Regions from separate parts of the Triticum aestivum genome. Here region 2 is linked to region 1. The links are chromatin contacts, called in public Hi-C maps. All regions are on one chromosome and are shown on one strand. The core of a region is the stretch at or near the end of the contact, and the rest is flanking DNA. Distances in the headings are between cores, read along the strand shown. Region 1 holds the start of LOC123137118. Region 2 holds the start of LOC123137121.

The links. Hi-C and Micro-C count contacts between places; a contact is called where the count stands out from the background.
Region 2: a contact with region 1 is called in a Hi-C map of leaf, with 3 times the contacts expected there. The contact joins the promoter of LOC123137121 here to the promoter of LOC123137118 in region 1. A contact is called at or near these places in 2 of 5 Hi-C or Micro-C datasets (both in leaf).

The regions. Positions count from the first base shown.
Region 1 is chr6B:344,116,909-344,124,116 of IWGSC CS RefSeq v2.1, reverse strand. LOC123137118 reads left to right here and starts at 5,370. Exons shown (of 2, transcript XM_044556718.1): 1 at 5,370-7,208. LOC123137117 (LRR receptor kinase SERK2) reads left to right here. Exons shown (of 11, transcript XM_044556717.1): 9 at 1-283; 10 at 423-817; 11 at 3,118-3,688. The coding sequence ends at 3,429.
Region 2 is chr6B:344,629,493-344,636,965 of IWGSC CS RefSeq v2.1, reverse strand. It overlaps LOC123137121, which reads left to right and starts at 5,830. Exons shown (of 3, transcript XM_044556721.1): 1 at 5,830-6,273; 2 at 6,421-6,609. The coding sequence starts at 5,964.

The DNA.
Region 1 (7,208 bases), core at 4,121-6,620:
CAAGTTGCATCTGACAACTTTAATAATAAGAACATTTTAGGAAGAGGTGGTTTTGGAAAAGTGTACAAGGGGAGGCTTGCAGATGGTACATTGGTAGCGGTGAAAAGACTAAAAGAGGAACGTACCCCTGGTGGCGAGCTTCAGTTCCAAACAGAAGTTGAGATGATTAGCATGGCAGTGCATAGGAACCTTCTCCGACTTCGTGGTTTTTGCATGACACCTACTGAACGATTACTAGTCTATCCATACATGGCCAATGGCAGTGTTGCATCACGTTTGCGAGGTACTTTGTTCTTTCCTGTAATACCTAACGCGTTCTGAATGCGGCTTCCTCAGCCACTAATCACTTTAAATATGACCTTTTCTGCTGTGATGATATGCTGAAATATTTCTATTCTTATTTATGGTGCTTGATTTCATAGAGCGTCAGCCATCTGAACCACCCCTTGATTGGGATACCAGAAGACGAATTGCACTTGGATCTGCAAGGGGACTCTCTTACTTGCACGATCACTGTGATCCCAAGATCATCCACCGTGATGTCAAAGCTGCAAATATTCTTTTGGACGAGGATTTCGAGGCGGTTGTGGGTGATTTTGGGCTTGCCAAACTTATGGATTACAAGGATACTCATGTAACTACTGCTGTTCGTGGAACAATTGGACACATTGCTCCTGAGTACCTATCCACTGGAAAGTCCTCTGAGAAGACTGATGTTTTCGGCTACGGAATCACACTTCTGGAGCTTATTACTGGGCAGAGGGCATTTGATCTTGCTCGCCTTGCAAATGATGACGATGTTATGCTTCTTGACTGGGTAAATGCTTCTTCTCAAGAGCATACTTTTGAATTTCAGTTTCAGAAATATTTCAGCCATAGCCAAAATTACTGAATTTCACTGAAATTTAGCGGTTCAGTTTTGGAATTCAGCGATTTTGGTTTTCATTTCGGCCAAAGGGCCAAAGTTTCCACTTGAATTAGATTGCAATCTAACTAAATATTTCAAAAAGTTCAAAAGTAATTTGAGAATTATTCGAATTTGTGCATACAATCGTAATTGCTATGAGTGAAGCAAGGGGTCGGGCGTATGAGAACCTCTACCAGCGTTTAAACATGAAGGAAGGCGAAAGGGACATCTATAAGATGGCCAAGATCTGAGAGAGGAAGACGAGGGATGTCAACCAAGTCAAATGCATCAAGGACGGAGCAGATCGCCTTCTGCTGAAGGACAGGATGAGGAGATTAAGCATTGATGGTGAGAGTACTTTGACAAGTTGTTCAATGGGGAGAATGGGAGCTCTACCATTGAGCTGGACGACTCCTTTGATGATACAACATAGGTTGTGTGCAACGAATCCATGAGTCTGTGGTCAGGGAGCTTTAAAAAGATGAAATTCGGCAAGGCGATGGGCCCTAATTGTATCCCCATTGAGGTGTGGAGAGACTCATAGACAGCGATGGTATGGCTAACTAAGCTTTTCACCCTCATGTTTCGGGCAAACAAGATGCCGGAAGAATGAAGGCAGAGTATATTAGTAACAATCTTCAAGAACAAGCAGGATGTTGTACTAATTATCGTGGAATTAAGCTGACGAGCCATACAATGAAGCTATGTGAGAGTCATTGAGCACCACTTGAGAAGAATTACAAGCGTGACCAAAAATTAGTTTGGTTTCATGCCTGGGAGGTCAACCATGGAACCCATTTTCTTGGTATGACAACTTATGGAGAGATACATGGAGCAAAAGAAAGACCTGCATACGATAAGATACCGCAGAATGTCATGTGGTGGGCCTTGGAGAAACAACAAGTCCAAACAAAGTACATTGCCTCATCAAGGACATGTACGATGATGTTGTGACAAGTGTTCGGACAAGTGATGGAGACACTGATGACTTTTTGATTAAAATAGGACTGCACCAAGGGTTAGCTTTGAGCCCTTATCTTTTGCTTTGGTGATGGATGAGGTCACAAGGAGATATCCCATGGTGTATGCTCTTCGTGGATGATGTGGTGCTAGCGGCGATAGTCAGACTTTGGAATCAAAAGGTTTTTGGCTTAGTAGAACTAAAACTGAGTACATGAGGTGTGTTTTAGTACTAGTGGGCACGAGGAGGAGGTTGGCCTTGGTGGGCAGGTGGTATACTAGAAGGACACCTTTTGATATTTGGGGTCAATGCTGCAGAAGGATGGTGATATCGATGAAGATGTGAGCCATTGAATCAAAGATGGATGGATGAAGTGGCGCCAAGCTTCTGGCGTTCTCTGTGACAAGAGAGTGCCACAAAAGCTAAAAGGCAGGTTCTAAGGACGGCGATTTGACCTGTGAAGTTGTATGGCGATGAATGTTGGCCAACTAAAAGGCAACATGTCCAACAGTTAGGTGTAGTAGACATTGTCTGAGATGGTTTGGGCATATACAACGGATGCCACGTTTATTCAGGTTCTATAGGAAGCTTCAGTGCATAGCAGACGTTTAAAGCATGCTGATGATGTCAAGAGAGGTCGGGTGACCAAACTTAAAGTGAGAGGAGTCCGTTAAGAGAGATCTGAAGGAATGGAATGTCACCAAAGAACTAGCCATGGACAGGGGTGTGTGGAAGTTAGCTATGCACGTGCGAGAACCATGAGTTGGTTTTGAGATCTTATGGGTTTCAACTCTAGCCTACCCCAATTTGTTTGGGACAAAAAGGCTTTGTTGTTGTTGTACAGTACTTGCTGAAATAGTTTGACGGGAAGACAATTATTTCATTATGTATCAAAATTAATGAAATTCTGATGAAAAGTACAAAGTGAAAACCATGCTCAAGAGTGAGCGTAAATTATTGTCATCACCACATCTAATGTTTTTCTCATGATCATGCTGTTTTGGGATTTTAAGATTTCTTATAAATGATTGTTACCAAGCCCATGTAATAATGAGCTGTCCTTAGCCCCATTAACTTGTTATATAAGAGGGTATACATTGGTGAGTGACAAGCTGGCAGTTCATCCTTCCAGGACAGAATGTGCTAATATGCTGTCACTAGAGACAACCAGTTGTATCACATGGGATGCATTATACTCTGTTATCAGTAAAAAGTGGGCAAATGATTAATTCAACTGCCAATTCTACAGGTGAAAGGATTGTTGAAGGAGAAAAAAGTTGAGATGCTGGTGGACCCAGACTTGCAGAGCAACTATGAAGAGACCGAGGTGGAATCTCTGATCCAGGTAGCGCTGCTGTGCACGCAGGGCTCGCCAGTGGAGCGCCCCAAGATGTCGGAGGTCGTGAGGATGCTGGAAGGTGACGGCTTGGCAGAGAGATGGGAGGAATGGCAGAAGGTGGAGGTGGTCAGGCAGGAGGCAGAGTTGGCTCCTCTTCGCAACGACTGGATTGTTGACTCCACATATAACCTCCGCGCCGTGGAACTGTCTGGCCCAAGATGACCAACGTCCTGGCATAGGCAAAAATCACCATTTGATCAGTCATTCAGCCTAATTGTTGTTTGTGAATATGAAAGGTAGCTTGTACTCTTTTGTTTAATGACAATTTTAAAGGATGCATTTTCCCCCCATTCTCCTCCACACTGAGAAGTTATGCTAGGCTGCAGTCATTTGTTAAGGTGAAAGGCATACATTTTGTGTTGAATTTGCAAGGCACTGTTGTATCAATCTGATAAAAGTGCAATGTGTTATTCTGTGATCCCTTTGTCGGTGCATAGACATTCATTTCTCTTCTTTTGTGGTGTCTTCAAAGCTATTGTCAGTCAGTGTAATCTCTATCAAAATATAGGACCATGTTTTGACACTATGACAGTGGCAAAAAACGTCTTATATGTTGATATTGAGGAAGTAAATCACAACCGGCCGTATCAAACCCTATCCAGTGTGTGTGAGATCAAAGAGGTGTTAGGGCATACGCAAAAAAAAAAAGAGGTGTTAGGGCAACTCCAACCGGCTGACGCAAACGGATGTATTTTTTGTTTGTTTGAGTGGCTGAGCAGATGCGTGTATCCGGTTTTTGAATTGGGTCGCAGGTGGGCCCAACGCTAGCCCGTGTTGTTTTAGAAAAATAACTAAATAGAAATATAAACTATTCAAATTTAAAAACATGTAGATTAATAAAATATAATTAAACACTAAAACCTGCCAAAGTCCACTTCAAACATAATTATACACTAGTAAAAGGGCCCAGTGCGTTGCTACGAAAAAAAACACCACTTGTGAAACGTCACTAATCAATTTTCATATATAACATGTTAAAATTAAAGTTAGGGTTTAAAAGATAGAAATATTTTCTAAAGCATTTGAACCTGTACCTAAACAACATTTAAAAATGGTTAACTAACCAGTAAAAATAACCTCATATTGATATTGTACACATTTTTCTAATCAATTTTCATATATAACATGTTAAAATTTGAATTACGATCTAAAAGATATGAATATATTTTTAAAACATTTAAATCTGTTCCTAAGCTGAATTTAAAAATATTTGACGTGTAAAAATAATGTCATATTCATATTCTACACATTTTTCTAATTAATTACACATATAACATGTTAAAATTAGAGTTGCGGTTTAAAAGTTATGAAAACATTTAAATCTGTTTCTAAGCTGAATTTAAAAATATTTGACATGTAAAAATAACATCATATTCATATTCTACACATTTTTTAATTAATTTCATATATAACATGTTAAAATTGGAGTTGCGGCTTAAAAGTTATGAATATTATTTTAAAACATTTAAATATGTTCCTAAACTGAATTTAAAAATAGTTGACGTGTAAAAATAACATTATATTAATATTCTAAACATTTTTCTAATACACTTTCATATATAACATGTTAAAATTGGAGTTACGGTTTAATAGATATGGTTACTTAAAAAAAGATATTTATTCTTAATAGACCGTGGGGTCATTAACACATATATCAGGGTTTGTTTTGTAAAACTAAAAAAAATGATTCACAGTGACTTAATATGGATTGTGGGTTAATTGGCATGAAATGTAGGGGGTTTTGTATAAAATGCGAAAAAAACGATTCGTCCTCACTTAAAATAGGACTGTGGGTTGAATTCTCTTAAACAGAGGGACTTTTCTGCAAAATGCCGCGACGGGCGACCAGAAACGCTAGGTGCTTTATTATTAAAAAAAAAATTAGGGAAAGATAAAACATAAATAAAAACTTAAAAGAAAAAACTAGCCCAGCTCTGAGGTCTGCGGGTGCCGGCGGTGCTGGTGGTGGCGGTGGCGGTGGCGGGTAGACGCAATTGCCGGTCACGCAGAGCTAGAGCGCCTCCTCCAGGCCATCGTGTGCCCTCCTCGCGCTGGAGTGTCTCCTCTAGTGCAGCCTGGTACTCCGCCTTCGCCTTCGTGTCCTTTTCACCATTGGCGGCAGCGGTGGAGGGCGGGCCTCGACCTGAACGGCGCCGCGGCGGCGCACATTGTACTCAGTGGTGAATCAGACGTCCTAGTTGGGACTGTCTGTCGCGTATGCCAGGTCGGTGCGCTGCTCCAGCGTGAGGATGACACGCCGTTTGCGGATCTCCGCACGCACCCGCTCCGAGTACGGCACTGGGATGCGGTGGGGGTCGAGATGCCAACTGTGCAGGAGGTTGACATTCGGCCACGGCGGCGGTACTCCCAGTACTGCGCCCGATGCACTGAGATGTACAACTGGTCCCATGGCCGGTGAGCCTGTCAGCATCGCTGCTACCATGGGCCGGCTATGGGCTAAGCCCAGCTACCTTGCCGTCGGAGGAGCAGCTACAACCGCAACTACTACAAATAGCAGGACCCAAGCGCTGGACGAGGTATCCGCGTAGGATCACAAACCCGACGGCGGCGGCTCTCTGTTCTTCTTCTACCTCTGTTCCCTTCCTCTTCCATTCCTCTTGTAATCACTGCTAAGACAAGAATCCTTGTGTGAGTGCTATAGATCGTGTGATACATATATCTAGTACCTAACATTTCGTATTCAGAGCCAGTCCACCATCTTTCCTGCCTCAATTTTTTTTCCTCAATCACCACCTTAAACCTGTTCGATCAAATATTTAGCCACCAAATGTCCTCAGATCAGGTTCTCAGCTTGGTCGTGGAGCAAGCGATTTACCCTATCACTACTGATGTAGTGTATTCCCTCTTCGCTCCCTTTGATGTAGAGCAGTTGGTGGTGTATCCCCAAACAAAATCGGAGGAAGGAGAGCCTTGTGTAGCGGCGGATGTCCGATTCACTTCGGCGCACGCAGCAGCTCACGCGTTCGCGTACTGGGATGGCCGCTGCATCTACTACCGATGTTGTCGCCTGCAAATGTGGTACGCTACACTCGACGTGTTGCCGGCCCCGGCTTCTCCTTCACCAGCCGTTGTCAAGGACAACCGTGACACTGCCGCGCGTTCGGCCCCGAGCCCGTGGTCGACCTCAACAACTCCACCGTGGCTATCTCTGGTCACGACGACGAGTCCGTCGGGGCCATCAGCACGCCACCTCACGTCCACGATACATCCCCCAAGTCTTCCCTCGACAGCGGCCACGTCCCCATCGTGGGCACGGCCGAGTACACATTGATGGCGGCAATTCCAGAAGTTGTCACTGAGCTCGCCATCTTCCCCGGCGTCCCCTTCACCACCAAGGCCCAGGAGGTCTTCGAGGTCCTCCATGACACGTCCTCTGCCTGCATCAAGTTTGCGCCTATAACATGTTCGACGGAATGCTCGCAGCAGGTTGCCACCACCGACTTTGGCAACAAAGGACGTGACGCCCCTACTGCCATCTTCCTTGAGCATGCGGTCGACCTCAAGGACATCACGCCCAACCCTCCAATGGCCGAACCGGAAGACCAGAAGGAGTACCAGGCTGTTGACATCACCATCGATGTCAAACTTGCCACCCCTGTACCTCCGATGCTCTCGAGGTACAACCCTGGCATTGCCAACAACTACGCTGACGTTGCTGATGCATCCCTGATTTTGTGGGTCACACGCCCGGCGCAATCGGTGCCTTCGGTTGCCCTCGTCCACGGTGACGACCGGGTGCAGCCAACTGCATGCACAGAGCATCGACCACATGGCGTTCATCTTGTTGTTGAGAGCAAAGGCTCGCTCCTGCCACCATTGCGGAAGGAAACTGAACCACAGCCATGGCCGCCTCCCATTCAAGTGCAAATTGCAGGGAACAATGATATTCAGGTACTTGGCATAGCCACGACTGATGATGT
Region 2 (7,473 bases), core at 4,581-7,080, 510 kb before region 1:
TCGGCTTCACCGCTGCGGAAGCTTACAGCCGCGAAGATTGTCGCGTCGGGATGTGCCGCCAGATCTAGGAAGTTGTAGGATTTTTTTGCTCGCGAGAGAAATGTGTGATGTAACCGAGCGTCTAGGTGAGACCTTTTTGCCACCAAGGAGGACGGTGGCGCGAGACAAACCAAGCACCGCACGATCACGACCGATCGGACGGCTCGTGAGGCAGATGACGCAAAAAAATAAACGAAGCATGCATCCATGAGTGAATCATAATAAAAACAAGATATCTCATGTTCTTTCAAAGGAAACCAATATGATCATGGGTTCATGGTCAAGTCTCGGATTCCAATAGACCAAACAATAGTAAAGTCCAAACTGTTTATCTTCGGTTACCAAATCATTTTTCCCTGCTAGAATCTCAAACTTTGGAACTCTAAATTCATTTGAAATCACCTCAATTTTAGTGGTGAAACAGCAAGGAAGTAATCTTCCATACTACTAATTGTAAAGCAAAGAAGCCAATTCCAGTTATTGTTACCAACACAGAGTAATAATTGCTCGAGGGCACACACCTTGCAGTGGGTTGGCTGCCTACAACAAGGGATACATCCATGTGAAACTGATAAAACTGGAAAGCTGCTGATCTATTTATTTTGAACCGGTCATTTAGCAGCATCGGTAAATGTTATCTTGTTTTGGACATTTTGAACTCTAACAGTAGTGACACAAGAAACAATTGTGGAAGATAAAACAATTGCGGACAGGACTTACTTGATATGCATCATGCATACCTTCTTTAGTAGCAAGTTCAGTGTAAGGTTTGAGAGAATGATAGTAAATTTTTGTTCTATTTTCATTGATTTTGAGCATGCTTTCAGATTGCGTCGGACAAACAACAGCATCTTCCTCCTGCTTCCCCATCTCTACACCTTGCACATGATTAGTTTTATTTTTCCAGGTGCACACTTAACCTTGGCAAGACGAAAAACATATTTAATATCAAACTGGTTTCGCTTTATTTCGAGCAGAAGGGAAATAATGGACACAATGTTCTAAAGTATTGGTGCTGGTCACTACTATACAACATCTATACAAATGTTCCAAAATAATACTTTTGCTTGTAGCAATTGATTTTTCTTCTGCACTTTGCAGTCACAACTAATTCTGGATATATTAACAATGCAAAATTGATAAATGAGTACAATAGGTTCATAGGGAGGGTAACTAACAAAAACAATTGTACTATACACTACAAAAATATCTGTTCTCATGAAGAAAAACGTCGGTTGCGTTAATTACCAAACGAGGAAATAGTTCATTCATACATCAGAAGCAATGCAACTGAAATTGGAGCACAAAGCACTACCAAACACTCATAGGAGGCAATTACTTTGCAAATAACTGTCAGTGCTCCCAGTTCAGTTAAAAGAGCATAAGGTCCTACTCAAAAAACTTTTGATTCAGAAGCGCATAGACTATTTGTTGTTCTACATTTACTGAAATAAAGAGAACTAATTAGATAATGATAATGATGCAAACAAAAGAGCTAGCCTATTACCTGGGTGCTCCTTGGAGAACATGCCCAAATAGCTCGGACATCCTTATATGCTCCTCACATATGGGTTGGATACGGGGGATCTGTGGACTGACTGGACATGCCAAGACAAAGTAGGGATTGTGATTGGGTGGCCTTTTTTCTTCTCTTTTCTGTCCAGGACAATGACCGGACTCTCAAATGGGATGTTTGAGGGGTCCGATTGTAGATGCTCTTAATTTCCGAAATAGAAAACAAATATAAGTTTCAGTGGCAAATGAATATTTTTCTACAGTTGGTATATATAACTATACTATTGTGTATAAAGAGAACGGCCAGGTAACATGCCATATATTATTAGTCTAATGTGTGATGGCTGCTCAATCTATTTTCTGGTATCCAACATTGCAAATCATTTGGAGATCCAAAGGAGACAGATTCAACATCATATGTATTCAAAGTAACAACCAAAGATTATATGTGGTATTTAGGATATGGGTCAAGAACTTTACGTGCAACCTGAGATCAAAACTTATCAACAGAGATAAAAAAAACACCAATAGAGATTGCCATTTTTGGGAGGTTAGTTCCATCAAGCTTAATACGACATCATGCAGAATTTTGCAAAAGCTTTCTATTATTATAACAACATGTTAATCGAACATAATTTGGCAAAACCAATTCTGTGTATGAACATCAATAATAGACCATACCCGTAGTGAGTATGCATTAACCAAAGCATAGGCATATAAGTTCTATGAGACCGACCTACAATCAAGAAGAGAAAACAGATATTATCCAACATCAGAGACCATCCCCACCACATCGATCAGACTTATGGCCGTGTACTGATTGCCCGCCACATCGATCAGACTTATGGCCGTGTACTGATTGCCCAGGAGAGCTATGAATTCAGTATCCATGTATCAAAAACGAAAATAAACAAGCTGACACAAAAGCCTCCCTATACCGAAAAAGGCTTTCGCCCCGCTTTATATATAAAGCAACAACCCACAAGCATCCAGTACAACCACATGCAACGCCACCACAACACACGCACACACCCAGGACAGGATACAGAGGCGCTGAGCGCAGCAACACTACTCCTAGCACTACCATCCCGAAGATATGAAGCTACATATGACGAACCATGCGCTCCAAGGCGGCGCCTTTAGGAAGGAAACGACGCCGGAGCGCCGCCACCGCCCGATCCAAGGATCAAAGTTTCCCCCGGAGCCGCATGCCGGACAATGAGAGCCGCGCCGACGCCTTCAAGAAGGGAGCGATCTTCGCCGCCGCCGGTCCCTCTGAAGAAAGAGCAGGTTTTCACCTCAGCCAACATTCACCGCCATCGAACGCCACACCCCGGCAACCACGCCGCCCACACGGCCATGATGAGCGGGCAAAACCAAGGCGCGTGCTTTGTCCAAGAGCACCGCGCCACCACCACCACCAGGGCTGCCGCCCCAGCATCCAAGACCTCGACACCACCTCACTCGTGACCCGGCGCACCCCAACGAAAGAGACGAGCGGAAAGGTCCAACCTTTCGCGCCCCTGGGCAACCCCCAGCGTCGAGACCCAATAGGTCGGTCAGAGCCGGCATCCACCGACCCATCCTGCTACCCCAAGCGCAAGATGAGCTCGGTCCTGCTGCATCGTGCGCGAGACGAGGATGGTCCTGCTGCATCATGCGCGAGACGAGCCCGGTCCTGCTGCATCATGTGCAAGACGAGCTCTGTCCTGCGGCATCGGGCGCGAGACGAGCGGTGGATCGTAGCTGGGAAAGGACCAGCCCTTTGATGGGAGTAGTGCCCAGGCAACGAGGAGATGGGGTGAAGGACGAGACGGCCCGAACGCAGACAAACCGACGCCGGAGGAGCCGGCCGTTGCCGCAGACAGATCCGTCGAGTCACCGTGAAGCCGCCACAACATTGGTAGGCCACCGAGGCCTACCCAAGTCGCCGCCCACGGCCGGAGCAGCAGCCACGCCCGGCCGCTGCCCTACCCGCGTCGCCCGGCGGGCTCCGAGCGCCGGAGCCTCCGGGCACGCACCACCGGAGCCAGGCGCCACCGGCCGGCCACCAAAGCCAGATCCATACGGATCCGGCCCGAGACCGGTCGCGCGCCACCTCCCGAGACGGGAGCACCGCAGCCGCCCCGGAGCGCGCAGCCCGAGGTTCGCTGGAGCGCTGCCATAGCAGGCCACCCCGCCGCCCCGCGAGACCGCCGCCGCGCCACTGGATTCCGCGGGCATCCAGCACCGTCGCTCAAAGGGGCCGCCCCGCACCGGCGCCCTCAAGCGGACAGGGAAGGAGGGCCCCGCCGCCGCCTTGCCCGCCGGGCTTTGCCTGACGGAGCGCGCCGACGACGGCGGGGGGGGGGAGGGGAGGGAGATGGGGCCGAGGGCCGCGGCACAGGGGACCCCCCGGGCGCGCGCGGGCGCGCCGCGGGAGGGGAGGGGAAGAGGAGGGGGAAGAGGAGAGGGGGAGGGGAGCGGGGCGCGCCCGGCGGCGGCGGCGGGGGGGGGGGGGGGGGGGGGGACCCTAGGGAGGGGAGTCGGGACTTGTCTCACAAAAGCCTCCCTATCACTACCACTTGTATCACTGATCATTATATCTTCATGCTCATTGGTCGCTTGTAATTCAACATACATAAACAAGAGCAGTACAACTAAAGAAAATAGCTTTTTTATTCCCAATATAAATTCATACCGCTCTCAGCTAATGCATAATTTACCCGATAATATATCATTTCTGTCTGCATCACAGTGGAAACAAGCAGACAAAAGTTCAGGATAACAAATCAATTTTTGGCACAAAAAATAGCAATTCTACTTGTATGCAAGCACTTGAATCAAGTTGTATCACCGTGTGAATGCATTGATATGTAGAACATCGAGCAGCAAAAATAAATAATTGAGATGCAAACCGGCAGGAGAGGGAGAGCTTTTTTACTCTTATGAGCTCAGTGGAGAGTTCATCGGCTGATTGTACTATGTGCCCACGGCTTCAATGTCTCTCCTGGTCCATCCATCATTGGGGCTGGTACTACCGGTCGGTGCCGCTCGCTATCACTGCAGCAATAATATCCTCGTGGAAGAGGCATGCAGTAGCACCAGTCCTCCCGTCGTGGTGGAGACCACAGCCACGACGCGCTGCTCCTACGAGTGGCCCTCGACCCGGCTCTCCGCAGCACAGCCGCAGCACAGCCGCATCACGCGGCGGAGGAAGCCCCTAGCACCTGCCGCTGTCGGCGACCTCAACGACGTTGATGCGGCTCGACGCCCGGCCTGCACGGGCAAGCGACAGCCTCAGCATGCTCACCGTCCACGACGACGACGACCCGTGACGCCCGCACCCGCACGTTGCCCCCGACGAGACGACGACCTTGGCTGCACTGACCCACTGGAGGCACGGCTAGCGCATAGTGCGCGCAGTGGCCCCCGGCCCCGATACCTCTGCTCCCGGCTGAGACGTGCCCAGCGCACGCGGCGGCCAGCGGTCTGCATCGCGCGATGTCCTCCCCAGCACACGGGCGCGAGGGAGCAAGGCGGCTAGGTCCGACTGGCAGAGCCCCCTCGCGTGTGGCATGGCGGCGATGGGCAGCGGCGCCATGGTCGGGTGTGAAAGGGGTCGAAGCTGCTGGGAATTTCTTATTCATGGAACGGGAGCCACGACAAGTGAATATGTGGTGATTTGCTATGTAGGAGTATTAGGAAAGTTCTGATTCCATCGTGATGTAGGAGTACTAGTAAATTGATTCCCCCCCCCCCCCCCGTAATGTCAGTTATTTGTTTTCATAAAATTTGTTATTTGTTTCCTCTAGCAAATTGCATTGATGAGATGGATCGCTTGATTTGGATAAGTTAGGAAAGTTAGGATCTGCCTCTTTTTGTACAGTAGGAAAGTGTTTGTTTAGAAGGAAATAGTGGAAAAAAGTAAACCGGTCGGATGGTGGGAAGGGAGACGAAAAAAGACCAGGCGAAAAAAATATGTCGAAAGTGGAGGGACTATTCAACAACTCGTCCATTAAAAGTAAAGATAACAGCGCAAAGGGGGCAATCAGCAAAAGACATGTCGCAACAGGAGGGTTCAGAGCAAGGCGAACGAACAAAGGGGTAAAAGATAGAAGTGTAGCGCATAGGGGGGTTAAAATCAATTCTCCCTCCGGAGGAGGCGGGGCCACACTTTACTTCTCCATTTGATCATTTGCCCCTCCCCGAGAGGCTGTCGGATGGGATCTGGGGCCACTGTCATTGAGACAATCATAGGGCAAATCATAAAACCCTTGTAAAGTGGGGCAAATCATCAAATCCCCCAGCAGCGACTTCCCGTGGATCTGGAAAGGCTGTGATCCTCGAGAAGCCGCCGCTGGCGCGCAACCAGAGCATTAGAGGTAGCGGAGGCGGCGGAGAGCAGTGCCGGATCCGAAACCTGGACGATGGACGGAGTTCGAGCCCCGCCCGTCCCGCTCGCCGTGGCGGTCCCTCCTCGTCGCCACCCCTCTCCTCGACTCGGCGGGACGAGGGGAGCAGGGGCAGCAGCCAGCCATGCCTCGTCCGTCTCGCATGGTGGCCCAAATACGGCTTCCTCGTGCTCTGTCGGCGCCCGTCGACCTCGATCCAGCTGGGGCAGGAGGAGCTCGAGCCGAGGAGCGTGGCCTCGATCCGGAATCGACGAAAGGAGGGGAGCAGCAGCCATCACGCCTCGTCACAAATCATTCCCCGTCTCTTCTGTTTGCACCTCCCCCCGTGAGTTCCTCTTTCTAATCCCTTTCCTCTCTAAATTAATTCACATTTTTAGTGTTCCTACTGTCTATGGCAGCTATAGGTATTCTTTCTCCCCACTTCTCCTCTCCATTTTGAGTCTGTTCTGATTTCTAGATCTTCTGGTGTTAGAAGCGGCCACAGGCTGCCGCCGGGGACACCTCTGCATCATCGTCGACGGAATGAAGGGAGCAACGGCCACAACCGCCTGCTGCAGCGGTGCTGAGCGGCTGCGGACCTACAGCGAAACGGTGCTGGATCCATATGTACTCCTCTGCCAGTCTTCTTCACGCCGCAATTTACTCCTCCTTGCTGCACCTGGTATTTCTATCCTCTCTTCTGGTTGCCTCATGGGAACTGTCACCAATTCCTATTGACGTATAATGTGCTATCTAATCTTTTCCATCAGATCGGTCTTTTGGTTGCATTGGTTAGAGCATGCACTTTCGCATGGTATCGGAGTCAAGAGGTCTTGAGTTCAAGACCCGGCTGGCACAATTAAATTGCAGCCCACTTTCGCTCCACCTTTAGACCTAAGGGAGCCACACGTGAGGGAGAGTATTGACGTATAATGTGTTGTCTAGTCTCTTTCATAAGATCGGTCTTTTGGTTGCATTGGCTAGAGCATGCACTTCTACAATTCCTTCTTCCAGATCTCTCTCTCTCACTCTGATTGATTTGCTAACAAAATGTTTGTTGGATTGTTTGAATATATTGTTTTTCCATATAGATGGAAAGTGTATTCAATACGTGTGATTACTTGGCTGTGGTGGATGTTTTAGCATTTTCACTAATTTTCGTGTGCCAATAATTTGCCAGATTAGCTTGATGAATTAATTGATTTTTTGTGACACGTGTACCAATTAGTAACCTGCAGTATAAGGAAAACAGAGTATATTTGGTCATCTTCCCCACATGGAGAAACTATATTGTTTACTTATCTTTTGCTCTGTCAAAATTAAGCTTTGGCCTTTGACTATGTAAATGACTATGTCCACTTTTAATTGACGTGTTGTGACGCCCGGATAATTTGGTTAAAGTAATCCCACGTTAACAATGCCACACCACCTCGGTTACTGTTAATAATCTCGCGTTAGTTCGAAACGATTCAAATTTAAATGATGAATTTAAGTTAAAATAATTAAAGTTTTCAAAAGTCAACACTAAACCGTTCCTAATGTGTCA